Linked DNA regions of Mus musculus: regions 1 and 2 are each linked to region 3. The links are chromatin contacts, called in public Hi-C maps. All regions are on one chromosome and are shown on one strand. Each heading gives the region's core, a stretch centred on a gene start, on an enhancer-like site or on the middle of the called end of the contact. The rest is flanking DNA. Distances are from core to core; before and after follow the strand shown.

Evidence for each region. Hi-C and Micro-C count contacts between places; a contact is called where the count stands out from the background.
Region 1: a Hi-C map of the N1E-115 cell line shows a contact between it and region 3, with 2.6 times the contacts expected there. The contact joins two enhancer-like sites. A contact is called at or near these places in 3 of 484 Hi-C or Micro-C datasets (the N1E-115 cell line, cerebellar granule neurons and cerebral cortex).
Region 2: a contact with region 3 is called in a Hi-C map of the N1E-115 cell line, with 2.0 times the contacts expected there. The contact joins two enhancer-like sites.

The regions. Positions count from the first base shown.
Region 1 is chr16:42,000,913-42,005,423 of GRCm38.p6, reverse strand. All of the region lies in intron 3 of Lsamp (limbic system-associated membrane protein), which reads right to left. Gm52229 (splicing regulatory glutamine/lysine-rich protein 1-like) reads right to left here. Exons shown (of 1, transcript XM_030249356.1): 1 at 1-4,511. Among named protein-coding and RNA genes, the nearest start is that of Gm52229, 39 kb to the right of the region's middle. Within about 2 kb of position 2,308, at least 11 of the 459 cell types and tissues checked have an H3K27ac peak or open chromatin away from gene starts, as enhancers often do. A contact at or near this core is called in the N1E-115 cell line, where this site is marked.
Region 2 is chr16:41,651,252-41,656,164 of GRCm38.p6, reverse strand. All of the region lies in intron 1 of Lsamp (limbic system-associated membrane protein), which reads right to left. Among named protein-coding and RNA genes, the nearest start is that of Lsamp, 120 kb to the right of the region's middle. Within about 2 kb of position 2,719, at least 3 of the 459 cell types and tissues checked have an H3K27ac peak or open chromatin away from gene starts, as enhancers often do. A contact at or near this core is called in the N1E-115 cell line, where this site is marked.
Region 3 is chr16:41,837,823-41,842,614 of GRCm38.p6, reverse strand. The region is part of intron 1 of Lsamp (limbic system-associated membrane protein); the gene reads right to left. Gm46551 (a long non-coding RNA gene) reads left to right here. Exons shown (of 2, transcript XR_001781926.2): 1 at 1-4,792. Among named protein-coding and RNA genes, the nearest start is that of Gm46551, 10 kb to the left of the region's middle. Within about 2 kb of position 2,339, at least 4 of the 459 cell types and tissues checked have an H3K27ac peak or open chromatin away from gene starts, as enhancers often do. A contact at or near this core is called in the N1E-115 cell line, where this site is marked.

The DNA.
Region 1 (4,511 bases), core at 1,059-3,558, 160 kb before region 3:
GATTATAATTAATGACAGCTTTTAAATTATCTGGACAAACTTCAAATTTTCATTTCATAATTAAAATTATATTCTAAAGAAGATTCAGGTAATTACCAAAAATCATATTAACAACATTCAGCACTCCTAAAGAAATTTGGGGTAAAGAGGAAAAAAAAATGACAAAATTAAGTCAGACTACTTGGAGAATACACAAAAGTAAATCACCTGACTCTGAAAAGACAATGCCAGAAACAAAAACTTTAGAACTGCCACTCAACAGAGAGTGCAGGAGCCCAGAGCTAGAGATGCCACTCAACGGAGAGTTCAGGGAGCCCAGAGCTAGAGATGCCACTCAAAGAGAGTGCAGGAGCCCAGAGCTAGAGATGCCACTCAAAGGAGAGCACAGGAGGCCAGAGATAGAGCTACTAGGCTCATAGAGCAATCCACCAAGAACATGGGATTTTTTGCATGTAAATTGTATGTAAATGAATGAACCAAGGAAGCAACATTTTTATTAGTGTTTAATGTGTTATTATTAAGTTTTTTCCTGAAATTATATCTTCGAAATTAAGCCAGGGGTCAAGTTGTTTACTTGAAAGAACAGAAGCACTTGTAATATTTGGATTGGGCAGAAGAGCTGGTTCAGTTGTTTATAGCCCACACAGATGTGCACATACATACACATAATTAAAAATAAAACAAATCTTTCAAGTGGATTCAGGTTTGAAACAATGACTTTAATATGAACAAATATAGAAAGCTATACTAGTTGTAGTAATTAACAAAACCATACACACCTCAGCATATTTGCTGGTAAAAGTTTGGAAACAGTAGATATGTAATAGGATAATTGGGAGGATTCAGCATGGCAATGCCAATTGCTCAATTTATTTTGAATTATGTGTTATTGTCTGCTGGAGCCCTCTGCTAAATACCCATAGAGAACAAGGAGAAGAGGGAACATTACTGTGAAGAGGATGGGATGAGTAAATGAATTGAGACAAGCAGAAGGACGTGTTATAGTCTGAATGCAGCATTAGATATTTGGAAGAGGGAGAAGGGAGCTATGTCTGTAAATGTGGGACATCACCAGATGGTGGAGGGTGTTAAATGTTATTTTAAGGAGTTTGGATCTTATTCAATGGATAATAAAAAGCAATTAAACATTTTGGAGTAGTAGAATGACATGATTTAAATTGTACTTTAGGAAGATTAATTTGGCAGCAATCTCTAAGAACAGATTAGGGTTGAGATGGGGTAGGTGGGGTAGATGTGGGAAGTCCTTCCAGGGGAATAATACCACAAGGGAAGGAAGAATGATGTCTTCCATTAGACTGGTAGGGAAGGCAAAAAGAATAATGTGAAGTTCAGGTTTGCCATATGTTTTGTAAGTAAATATGGGAAGATTTGATAGTGAAAGATATTAAGGGATCATAAATAAATAAATAAATAAATCTACTTGTGAACTTTACAACCTTGGCATCTTTTTTTCCTTAGATATTTTCTTTATTTACATTTCAAATGCTATCCTGAAAGTTCCCTATACCCTCCCCTCGCCCTGTTCCCCTAAACCCCCCCCCACTCCCACTTCTTAGCCCTGGAGTTCCCCTATACTGGGGCATATGAAGTATTCCCGAGCCATAAGAAAATTTCCCAGTGGATTTTGGGATCTTTTTTTAGGACATTTTGTGTCTGAGATACAATCATAAGATACATCAAGGAGTGTGGGAAGCCGCCCCCACATTCGCCGTCACAAGATGGGCTGACAGCTGTGTTCTAAGTGGTAAACAAATAATCTGCGCATGTGCCAAGGGTATTTCTCCACCCCATGTACTCTGCCTTCCCCGTGGCAACAACTCGGCCATGGGCTGCAGCCAATCAGGGAGTGATACGTCCTAGGCGAAGGATAACTCTCCTTAAGAGGGAAGGGGTTTCGCTTTCGTTTTTGGGCTTGGGGCTTGGGGCTTGCTTTCTTGCTCCTAAAGATGTAAAATATAGAGCTCTCGCTCTGGCGCTCTGGCGCTCTGGCGCTCTGGCTCCTAAAGATGTAAGCAATGGGGGGTTTGAGGCTTGCACGCTTGCTCCTGAAGATGTAAGCAATAAAGTTTTGCCGCAGAAGATTCTGGTTTGTGGTGTTCTTCCTGGCCGGTCGTGAGAACGCGTGTAAGAAAGGAGCTTTATGGAAAGATACTTTAAATAGAAGTCTGTAACTAGTAGGAGGGGTTGGTGTTAGCATGTTTCTGATTTGTACTGAAGACCAAGGCAGAGGACTAAAGCAGAACTCTGTGACAACCTTGCAGTTTGAAAGCAAAGGATGAGCTGGAATCAGCCAGAGGATGATGCTCTCTCACCACTCAGCTTCAGTGACTCTGTAAGGGTAGGAACATGATGAATGGAAAGAAATTCAAAGATGTGGCAGAGGAAGGATGAGATGGTGTATAGATGATGACTGAGACGAATATTCAAGAATAAACACCTTTGAAGCCACCAAATAATCCTCCTTCTCTCAAAACAGAGATTTCTAAAGTACAAGCCATCCACAGTAAGCTCTGTAGTATTTAACACCTTGACTTCTCAAAAAGCCCCTTCAACAATGTTTGTTTCTTTCTAGCTTTTTTCTCTCTCTCTTCTTTCCTCTTTTCAAGATTACATTTCAAAAGATGGTTGGAGAACACTCCAGTGATCCCATTTATAAAGTAAGTAAAGATGCTAAATCAATGCACTGGAAAGGTATTCTTTTATGAACAAATTAATCCTGTTATTTAAGAAATTGGTAGATTTGATAACAGACCCAATGGGCATTCTTTCTGAATGGTCTTTTAAATGAAATCCCCAAAGACCCAGTTCTGAGAAGTGAAGGATGTGGCTTTAGTTTTTAAATAGGGAGATTGTAGTTATGTCCTTTTCATAACTATGTCCTTCAGGCCAACTCATGGTTCTGTTAAATATTGCTTTCTGAAAGAAAATATAATGGGCATGAATAATACTTTATAATTTATAAGACTCACTAATATATCAAACTACAGTTTGATAATCTCAACAATGACTGAAGATAAACAAGTCCCCATTTTCAGATAAAGAACCTCAAGATCAGAGAGTGTGATTGACTAGCTGTCCTTGACCAACCTCTTCCAAATCATGAATCACTTTTCCCTTTAGGATTATTCTAAACTATTCATTGGCACTTTTCTACAAAATTTGAAACCCAAAAGGTGTCTAAGAAAGACATTTTGTTCCTTTTATAATGGGGAAGAAAAACAAGAAGTAAGTGAACTCTGGTTATCGAGATTGTTAACTGTATACTTACCATGCAAATACTCCATATCTTTTGGAGATAACATCAAGGTATTAAATACTCTACATTTCACAGATCATAAGAAGTGAGTAATGTCTAGAGTAAAAGGGTAGCCCTAAAAGAAAAATGAAAGAAGAAGATAAAGATGACTATGATAAAGAATCAAAGGGATGGGGAAGAGAAGGGTAGGAGAAAGAAGAAGAGAAGGAGAAAAGGAGAAAGGAAGGAAGGAAGGAAGGAAGGACGGAAGGAAGGAAGGAAGGAAGGAAGGGAAGGAGGGAGGGAGGAAGGGAGGGAGGAAGGGAGGGGGAGAGAGGGAGTGAGGATGAGAGGGAGGGAGAGAGAGAGAAGAAAGAGAACTGAGAGAAGCATGAGGTGGAGGGAAAAATGTCAGAGAAAAATTCAAACAAACCTCACCTATGGCCTCCCTTTGATCTTGTTGAAGGCAATTTGGGCTGCTGAGACAATGAATACTTTTACAATGCACGATGTTGGGAGGATAATTCTGATTTTCACAATTAGTAATGGACTGATGATGACCAAATTTACTTGAAATCAAAGTATACATACAGAACAAAACATGAATAGATGAACATTGAAAACCCGAAATGAGATCACTATCTGCTTGCAGAGGTGAAATACTTAAAGCACAGGCAAAGAACACACAGATGGAGAGATGCAGCCTGATAAAGAAGGACTCAGACGGGAGAAAGGGATAAAAGGAAAAGGGAAGCCACTGCTACTGGAGGATCCCCTTCAGTTTTACAAAAAGCTCATCTTGAACTCCTATGGTTGAGAAGGTTAATTGTTGTTATCTAAAACTTCTAGCTTATATGGCAGAAGGAGGTAGGAAGAAGCCAAGATATATGATACTTAAGACTTTGGAGAAAATGTGTGCTAGTCCTATCAAAACCAACATGAAATGTCTACCAGATCATTGGAAAGTGCTAGATATAAGTATCTCCTGATGGAGTGACCACTCAGTTGGTATTAGGAAATTCGGCTGTGATGGCTCTGTGGCTTCCTTTAAAAACACAGTCGGACCTAAGAGCATAAATATAAATTGGACAATGGGTGCTGTCCAGAGTGAGGGCTTACAACATTGTTTCTTCATATCACCTTGGAACATGCTTCCAGGAGAGACAGATAAATCTCTGTTCCTTAAAGTCTCTGGAATAAAATGGACAGTGGAGTTGCTTTGAATAGGAGGATTTCATGAATAATTGTTCAGATA
Region 2 (4,913 bases), core at 1,470-3,969, 190 kb after region 3:
AGATTGAGCAGGACGTAACATGGCTTGCAAAAGTCAAGGTCGGTTCATAGAACTCCTAAGACAGAGAACCATCAGAATGGGAGAAAAACAAGCATTTACTAAAAACATAGCCTCTACAAAAACTCCTATAACTGCCAACACACATGCCATAAAACTTAATTCTCACAATAATGAGCATGGGAAGAAATGAAGCACTGAGCCTGATTATATTCACTTGCTATCAAGAAAATAATGTGTAACTGACCTAGGACTAGAGATGAGGCTCCCTATGTTCTTATCTAATATATTTGAGAACTCAGGTTCTGGCTTCTGCATATAATTATTGATATGGATAATTAAGTGATTCTGTGAGGTCACAATTTATAAAAGAGTTCTGCAAACAACATAGAAATATTATGAAGGTGAACAAATTATCAATGTTCAAACTTTTAGTACAGTGTCAGACATATGGTAAAAACTTTCAAGATGCTTCCAGTAGAATTCATTGGCTAGTGGGAAATACAGATTCCAAAACCACATCAATTACAACTAGCATGCTAAATACTAATCAAAGAATAAAAAGAAAGAGGGGTGGGAACTCAGAAAGATAATACACAATGCCTCCCCTCCTGTAAAGTAGGATATAGGTCTACCTTAGTGAAAAGAAGGTAAAATTCAAGATGGTATCTATGAAAACTGGCTGTCGCTGAATAGAGTTATGGGTTTAACTGGAAAAGACAGACCAGGTAGTTTAAGGAGCCATTTTCCACTCTCAGCTCCCCTGCTTGTTTTTGGAAGCCCTCTGGGGTTGCTGAACCAAGTGTTAAGCTTGACCATTAGTACTGCTGTTTTTAGAACTGTCAGCATTTATATAAAGCTGAACTCATCTAAAAATACCATGTATAGTGTCCATGAATAAATCATTTTTTTAGGAAAAACAAAAGGTGACCCCTACAATCCTCAGAAATCAGAATGAGGTGATATTGTTATTTAACAAACAATTAAGTAATACAACTGGATAATTGATCCAAAACAGAATGACCCTACGTTTCAAAGGAGAGTGGGCCTTGAGTCTATCACCCTAATTGTCCAGAGTTCTTCCCATATTGTGATATAGGGATTATTACTGATATGTTAAACTGAATGACTTTCAATCTCCCTAAATAGACTTCCAGACACCTAGCCTCCAGAATTTTGGTGAATGTACCTTTCCATCTGCTCATATTCATAATTCAATCTTTCCCGCCAACACTCTCCCCACTAGGCCTCCAGTATGCCAGAAGCCATCTATGCCTTCCTAAATCCTCTTTAAGGAATGAAATAGCTTCACAAATGTACCAGAATGTCTAGTCTCATTCACACTCTCCTTCCCTGAAGTCCATTGTTCCTATACTAATCATATCCTCTTAAATAGAATCATGGACCTATCACTTCACTAGAAAATGACGAACACAGACTTCAGAACTGAGCTGCCAAATACACTGTCTTTAGTACATAATAGAAAACTAATGTTTGAAACCTTAACGACATGTTCGGAAATTGACCTCATTCATAGGGAAACAACTCACTAATTCAGATAAGATTCCAAGTGCTCAGAGCAAAGAAGATTCAACAGCTTGGACATCTATGTCTGATGAAGGGCGATATTAGTAATAGAGGATAAAATTTCAACAAAATCACTGTGTCAAGGAGAATGACCATTTGTATGGAGAGACTAAGTAAGAAACGACTAGCAAGGAGAAACAAAGAACAAGAACAATGGACACAGTGCCTTGAACTTTCAATGAGGAGTTAAGTTCTGAAAGTCTAAATAATCAGGGTCCATCATAGGTCTTACTGAAGCAGAGAATGCAGAGTTGAAACCACTGGCCAGCTATGTTTACTGCTGGGTTGGAATTCATATTATGTCACATAACCGTGTGCTTTTCAAGGGTTCTAATCTTGGTATGCTATTTAGGCTGTTTTGCGAGTCATTTCATATTCATGAAGGTTCTCTATATGCTTTGCAAAGTACCTAGTAAAGAGAACGTGATAATAAATGGATGTTGAATGATAATGTATACATGCAAAGAGTATCGAGATAAAAATAAAACTGGGTAGTATTTACAATGGCAGAGAAAATAATTGTTCTTATAAAATGTGGAGGCCAGTATAGGACTTAATGCCATAGATGAAAGAAAGGACAATGAAAGTTGAGGAAAGGTCAGGCACATTGGCCACAGGATGTTTGGGTAGCTTTTAAGAGCAAGGTTGGAATGATAAATCAGAGTCCAGCACATCCTTTGTGATGCTAAAGTGAGAAAGGAAGGTGGTATATATAGCTTGAGCATTCTAATTTTAATCAGTAGTAGAGAAACGGGTTCACATGTAGGGGACTAGATTGAGAATCTATTTTTCTTAAGAGTTCAGTGAAGTCTGCATTTAACCTGTCAATACAAATGTCCTCTGTAAAGTCAGAAATAAAGCACTCGCTCTTATCTCTGTTAGAGGCAAAGGATGCCAAGTCCTATAATTCCTTTGGATAGCATCTACTACACTAATGGGAATTTGGGGGTTATTCGTAGATTCTGTGGATCAGGCACCCAGAAATTAAATTACTCATCTGAAGATTCCACATCAAGTCACAGATGCAGACACGTATGCTCTGTTGAGCCTCCCCACCAGAAGAAAGAGGTTAGATGATCTCTGAAGTTCTTCCAGGCTGACCTTCTCCAAGTCCACAGTCTGTCCCCACATTGCCATCCCTCACACAGCAAGCTTGTGCTTCTGCCAGGCCAACTGTCAGCCTGGCCTTTACTGACTATCCTTTGTTCTTAATTGCCTCCAAGAAAGAATTCTACTTAAAAAAATTGCAATAAAAGGTAAATATCAAAAGTAATTAAACACAATGCAGTTAGTCATTACTGTACACATGTAATTACTGACAATATCCACATGAAGGCAAAATTCATGAAAACAGAACTCTTTGAAACATGTTATACTCTGATGGTCTTTTGAGCTTCTTTAAATGCTGTCTCTGAAGGCATGGCATTTAGATGATAAGGATAATTAAATACTGTAAGAGTAGTGATCCATTTGACAGAGGAAATTAAAATTATGAATGATTTCAAATAGGAGCACAGACGCTCAACCTCAATGGTATCCACCTGACACTGTCCACAGAAGCAGGAGTAACGAATGGGAAAATAAAAAGGAGGGTTTCAGAAAAATCCTTTGGCTGAGACATGGTCTGCTTGTATAGAATATGTTAGAGAGGGAACCAAGGCAAATAGTAATTTGCTAGCAGAATTTATGGGTCACAGACCATCCTTACTGAAATCAAAGCATTTGTTTTAGATCATAGTCTGTTTATAGGAAAATCACATGCAAATTGAGCTAAAGTTACTATATTTAATATATATGTATATATAAATATATAAATATACTGTACTTTATTTATTAACAGATTATAGTCTAAGGATACTTATACCCAGATGCAAGTAATATTTTATCAGTCATGTTGGTCTGACCACTTTTACTAGCATCGTGTCAGAGCGTCCGTTCAGTAGAACTTGATGTAGACGTAATGATATGACAACAGTTCCTATTCTATACCTAAAAGTCGATACCATTAGAATTCAGAGGGCATATGACTCAAACATAAAAAACTTGCATTCCACTCAGAGAGTCTTGTAGTCAACTAGTCAGAGTGATCATAAAAGAAAAAAAATTTCCAAAAATCAAATCATTTTCCACTTACATAAATATATTAAAAATAATCCTAGCTGGAAAGTGTGTACATAAGAAAGAAAAGGATATGTGTTAAATTCCTCATCTCCCTCTGGATCGGCACCCCTCTAAAGGTCAGATCACTAGCCTCGGGTTTAATTCCTTTCTTGCTGCTACTGTTCAGAGGTAAATGCTCGCTTTTTATTAAAAATCAAAAGCACAGCCTCTTGTAATCCTCTAGACTCAAAGTTGAGATTTTTTTTTAATAAAAATGGAAAGTTTAGCTCAAAGCAATAGCAGCTAAAATTAGAGGGACATCAGCAGCTGCTCCCAGGGAATATGGAAAGCCAAGCAATGGTTTGTTTTGTTTTGTTTTGTTTTGTTCTTTTGACCACAATTTATGCAGTACTTTTTTTCTCTGTTAAATTCAAAGATTTTCCCAAACATTTACCTGTGCTGAGAAAACAATATGTGTGAAGTCCTTCACTCTCACCTCCCAGATGATGTTAGATATTGGTTTTCCAGGTAAATGTCCAAGAGCACTGCTGCTGTAGGTCTAGTATCCCAGGTATGGGATATCATGGTAATAATTCTCGGCATCAGTGAAGCATTAATCTGGAACACCAGTTCAAGTTTCCAGTCGTTTGTCTCTTCATAGAGTTGTGTGTCTACCAGGGGCAAAGACCAGAAGTATTGCCTTGTCTAGATAGATGTGTTGCTCAGAAACAGTGATCGGAAAAAATGGGAGCCAAGCATTGCTACGTCTGTGCTTTTTTTCTCACTTTGACTTGCTTCTCTCTACCCTGTAGCTGTTTCATTCTTTATCTGTCCCATGGTATGTTTAAGTGTCATCCACTTCATATACCCAGAAACCCCCAGTCCTCACAGGAACACCACTAACAAAGTCTGCAGCATATTACAGCTCTTAATGAACAGACCACCACACCTGAGTCATACTGTTCTCGATCTCATTCCTTTTTCGTCTGCCCTCATTACCTCTTCAGACCTTTAGCATCATGGTGGACATGTAGAGCATGCATTTTCCTGACAGACTGCTTCGGAGCAAATGCTTTTCTGTATCAAACATCTTACCTGTTTTCATTAGCTTCTTTGTGAAAGTGTCTTTGCAAAGGAGATATGCTAAGACAGAAACCCTTCAAAGAAAAGGGTTCATCACTTCAGGACCTAAAGAATAATCTTGCTTGTTTCAGGAAGATTAACCTATA
Region 3 (4,792 bases), core at 1,090-3,589:
CCACTACTGGACCATTGGGGGCCATCTTTCTGTTCTGGTCATTCTCATGGTTCTCTCGTGATCTATATCATTATGTAGGACTATTGATTGCTTTTCTCCACTGGCAGCTTGGACAATAACTTCTAGAACCTAGAGGCCTAGTTCTCAGTAAGGAGACTTCCAGATAAGTATTATCACCCCAGGGGACAATAACACAAAGCAAGATGGAAGAAAAAGGAGAGAAAAATCACTAAGGATATCTTTAGGAAAAAAAAAAAAACACCTTAGACAAACATATTATTTCGTAAGCTTACTCAAAAATACAGGCATGTGTTGTGGTAAATCTCCTCCTGAATATGCCCCAACAATGAAAACACAACAGTTAATATGATTACAAGCTGTGTGCCTAGATTGGGCAGATCTACTGCTACACTACCATCTTCCACAGTTTATGAGACCCCTTAGAACTTGTGATTTCTCCAGGCCATGTGCTCCTGCTCTGCTTTTCTTCATCTCCCTCTTCCATTTTCTCCTCCTTCTCTCTCCCTACCTTCTGATCCACCTTCCCTTTTATCTGCCCAATCATCAGCTCTCCTTATTTTACAAATTAAGGTGGGAAGCAGGTTTACAGGAAATCACCTGAGTGCTGACTCAGTGTTCGCAACCACTCACAGGAGAATGGAATTAACATCAAATATAATTAGCCCCAGGGTTATCTACAACAGGCATGTGTATACATGAGAAGTTAGATAGATATGCACTGTTAAAATAGATTTACAATACATGGCTAACAGTGTTCACTCCAACAGCCATAGATTATTTAACAAAATCGAAATTGCCAGACATGAAAAAAATCACCCTTTGAGTTGTTGATCACATGAGTCCAAGACTACCCAAATAATATAAACTATTTCCATTGCTTTTGGTTGCCTCCCAAAACTTGAAGGTAAAATTTTCTTGATTGAACTCTTTCAAGATAGTCTTGGTTTTTTTTTTTTTTAGTAGACTATTTTTGAAAACTCATCAGGATAATATATTTCAGAATATATCCCACCCTCATTCAGTGTTGTCATCTCCCTTGCCTTGGTATGCGTTTCTGTAATTCACTATAATCTATAACTAGCTCTTCCTGTCCAAAGGTCAGATTCATTGTTTGATAAAGGAAAATCAGGCTATAATAACCCATACCTACCAGCTATGAATAGTATCCAGTGACTATGCTATATGTTTTGTGTGGAATTGCAGTTCTTACCATTATCCTTATATGGTCTTGTCTCTGACTGACTCTCATACATCAGATTATGTCAATCCACTCCTTCCCCATCAGCTCCCAGATGTAACACCCTGATCATTTTATGGTCTCTCTCTCTCTCTCTCTCTCTCTCTCTCTCTCTCTCTCTCTCTCTCTCTCACTCTCTCTCTCTCTCCCTGTCAGCTTTGGCATAGCCCTTTGCTTAAAAGTTTGCCAACCACCTTCTTTATATTTGCATTGCTTGGTCTTTCTTAGTTCAAACTACATCAGACACTTGTTTATCAATAATCACTCTGATACTGCCCTATTTTAATTCTTTTATCACTAGTAAGCACAGGACAGGTTCATCTTCCTCATCTTGTTCCTAAGGTGATTGAACAGGAAACCCCATAGGAGGCACTCAACAGACATTTTTCTGAGTTAATGTATAAACTGTATAAAATTTATAATTTTTTGGACACACTCATTAACATTTATTGCTAAAAATCCACTGACTTCTCAATAACTGTTTAAGAGTGCTGCTGATATACTGTTAATTGTTATGAGGCACTATAGCCATATGGAGAACATTTAGCATATACATTACCACTGTGAATTTTCCATTTGGTCTATATAACAACTTTTAGGGGGTGCCATTTTTATGTTAATAACTGTTTATAGCTTAAGGAACTAAAACTCAGAGAAACTAAATTCATTACTGAACAACTCATCTTTTAGCTGAGGGGAAGATTCCAGTCTGATGGATGCTACAATCGATGTCCTTAATCTGACAGGCTTCCCCATCTGCTTAACTTCTGATATCAGCTGTCCATGGACATGTGACTAAAGGTAAAATGCATTAACACTGATATCCTTAAGAAAGCAGTCACTGAGTACTATATATAAGGCATTATCTGTGCTAATTATTCAAATCCATGTGAAGATGGTGATCTTCTGTTGTTCAGATGAGATCTTGGCTCAGAGAAGTCAGGTGGAATTTGAACCTAACTTGGTCTGACTTGGAGTTGAACTGTTTAATGACTGTGGAATGGTATTTCCCTGACCCAGAGAATGATGGGATCACATGCCAAGTCACAGATTACAGAAACCAGCAGCCTGGGTCTCTGCTACAAGCTGGGTGCAGTCCTCCTGAATGGCCACTACATTCATCTTGGTCAAATGACAGATGTATTGTGTCTTTAACTATGGAAACCAGTAATCACTGTGCTGGCTGACCACCAACTCTCTGTCAAGAGCGGAAAAACAACCAGAAGCCCAGTCTTTCATTATTACATTAGCAGTACCTCCTTCATTTATTTTATAAGCAATAAACTGTGCCTGTCTGGTGTTTCATTTAGGAAGTTTCAAATGAGATTGAAGATAATGCATCCTATAATTTCTCATCCTTCCCTGGTCCACAGGCTCAGGCAGACTGATCTCAGGGTGAAATTTGGACTCCCTTGATTGATGAGACTAATAAAGTGCCTTTATTGTGATATAAATAGCCTTAAAAATGTCCTACAGAGTCAATATTGGTGTTTGATGGCCTTACACAAGCAAGGTCCTTATCTTCAGGAGCACTAAAGCTTAATGAGTTACGGTTTTTGAGAAAGTTTGGCATTGAATTTGGGTGCTGATTTGTGGGGTTACATGGTGGCAAGAATCCCACTAATGACATGGAGGGAGAACAATTTCAAAACTACCCATTTCTTTCATACTCCTAATAGATCAATATATTTTCTACCTCTAGACATGAAGCTTTGGTAAGAGAATGAGGCATGTGAAGAACAATTTACAGTCTCTGGTTCAGCCAGACCTTAGAGTGTTTCCTTCCCTTCTCTTTGGCTGTAGCAGAATAGTATAAAGTCTTCTTAGAAGGTAAGAGTGTACTTTCAAGTACAATAACAAAGTGTTAGAACGCTAATACTGCAAAGACCCTGGGTTTGGCTGCCATTGTTGAACTAAACTTACCACTTTTGAGTATTGAAAATGTCATAAATCAAAGGTTATGGCTCTTTCAAAGCACAATTTCTTTAGATCATTGGTTCTGTTAACTCTATGCCCCATGCAGTTCCAAAGGGTGCTTAAATATTGTCCTTCGCATTTATTTCCCTTTCTTGACAACATTCAACAATTGTATGTGGGTAATCTCTGCTTGTTCACCTACATGCTTTTGACAGTGGATGTTCTCCATATGTCTCTTTCTTCATAGAAAACGGATCAGAAGATTCCATTTGAAATATGATTACGGTTTTGTGATCAAGACTCAGACTTAGTAGCTCATTAGTTTCTTGTGGACATTTATAACAAATGACCACAGACTCGGTCATCTAATCAACAGAATTTTCTCCAGGGATTTTGAAGACAGAAATTGAAGGTTAAAGTTATTGACGAGGCTCTGAAGGTCTTAAGGAAGAACCTTTCCTCCCTGGCTCCTCTTGATTCTAGTGGTAGCTGATAATCATTCAGTTTCTGATAACTGTGCTCCTCCAAACTCACTCTCTCTCTCTCTCTCTCTCTCTCTCTCTCTCTCTCTCTCTCTCTCTCTCTCCAGGTAGTTTTTTTTTCTATTTTTGGGAGGAGTGGGGAATTGTTATCAATATATTTATTTATAGATTCAATGTAATCAACTCAAATATACTGAGGATATTCTTTTGTTAGAAAGCAGTATGGTGATAGATACTGATACGAGAATTATCAAAAAATCTAAGTCTTTAATTAGTTAGTTATAAAAGCTACATATATATTAGGACTTTTCATCTCCAAGAAGTTACATTTGATACAAGAAGCCTCTGAGAAATAGTCAAAATCATTTTTTATGCTGAGAAAAAAAATACAGCGCAAGGTTTTAAATGATCTTTACCTTTATGGCAGCCTCAGTCAATCAATTTTATTGTAAAATTATTGATTGATCTTACTGAAGTGTGAATTAGAAACCTTTAATAAGCATAAAATAAATTATATCATACAGGGGAAAACCTCATACTTCATGTTAAAGATGATCAAGCTTGCATTATCCTAGATGAGAATGCCCTTATAAAATGACAGTGGAAACCCACAAAAGCAGGGGTCTACATTTTTTGCCTGACTATAAACAAATTCTCCCAGCCCTTTTCAAGCAAGGATCTTAAAGGAACCAAGATAAAACTAGGAAAATATTCTCAAAGCAAGAACATTGGAAAACAGAGTCTGACCATTCTAATAAAGGAGTTGGCTGCAGAGAGCAGTTCCTTGCACAGGAATTACCCAGGGATCTTGTTAAAAAGCAGATTCACTGCAGTAGTTCAGTAGTAGGTCCTGAGATGCCATAACTTTAACAAGCCTTCAAGTGATGACAAGGACCACACTTTGAGTAGCAAAAGTGTAGAGGATCAGCAGGGCTGAAAAATAATTATTAAGTCAGGCAGGTTAAAGATTTCATGGCTTTCATTACTCAGCACTCGCCGATCTCCTCCTGTACCATCCATGAATGTAAATACAAACACAGGCATCCTCCTGGTTGCTCTTAGTCACATGTGGATTGGTTGTTGCTATAGCATTAAGCATCAATCTTCCATTTCAAACAATATTAGGGAAATCATA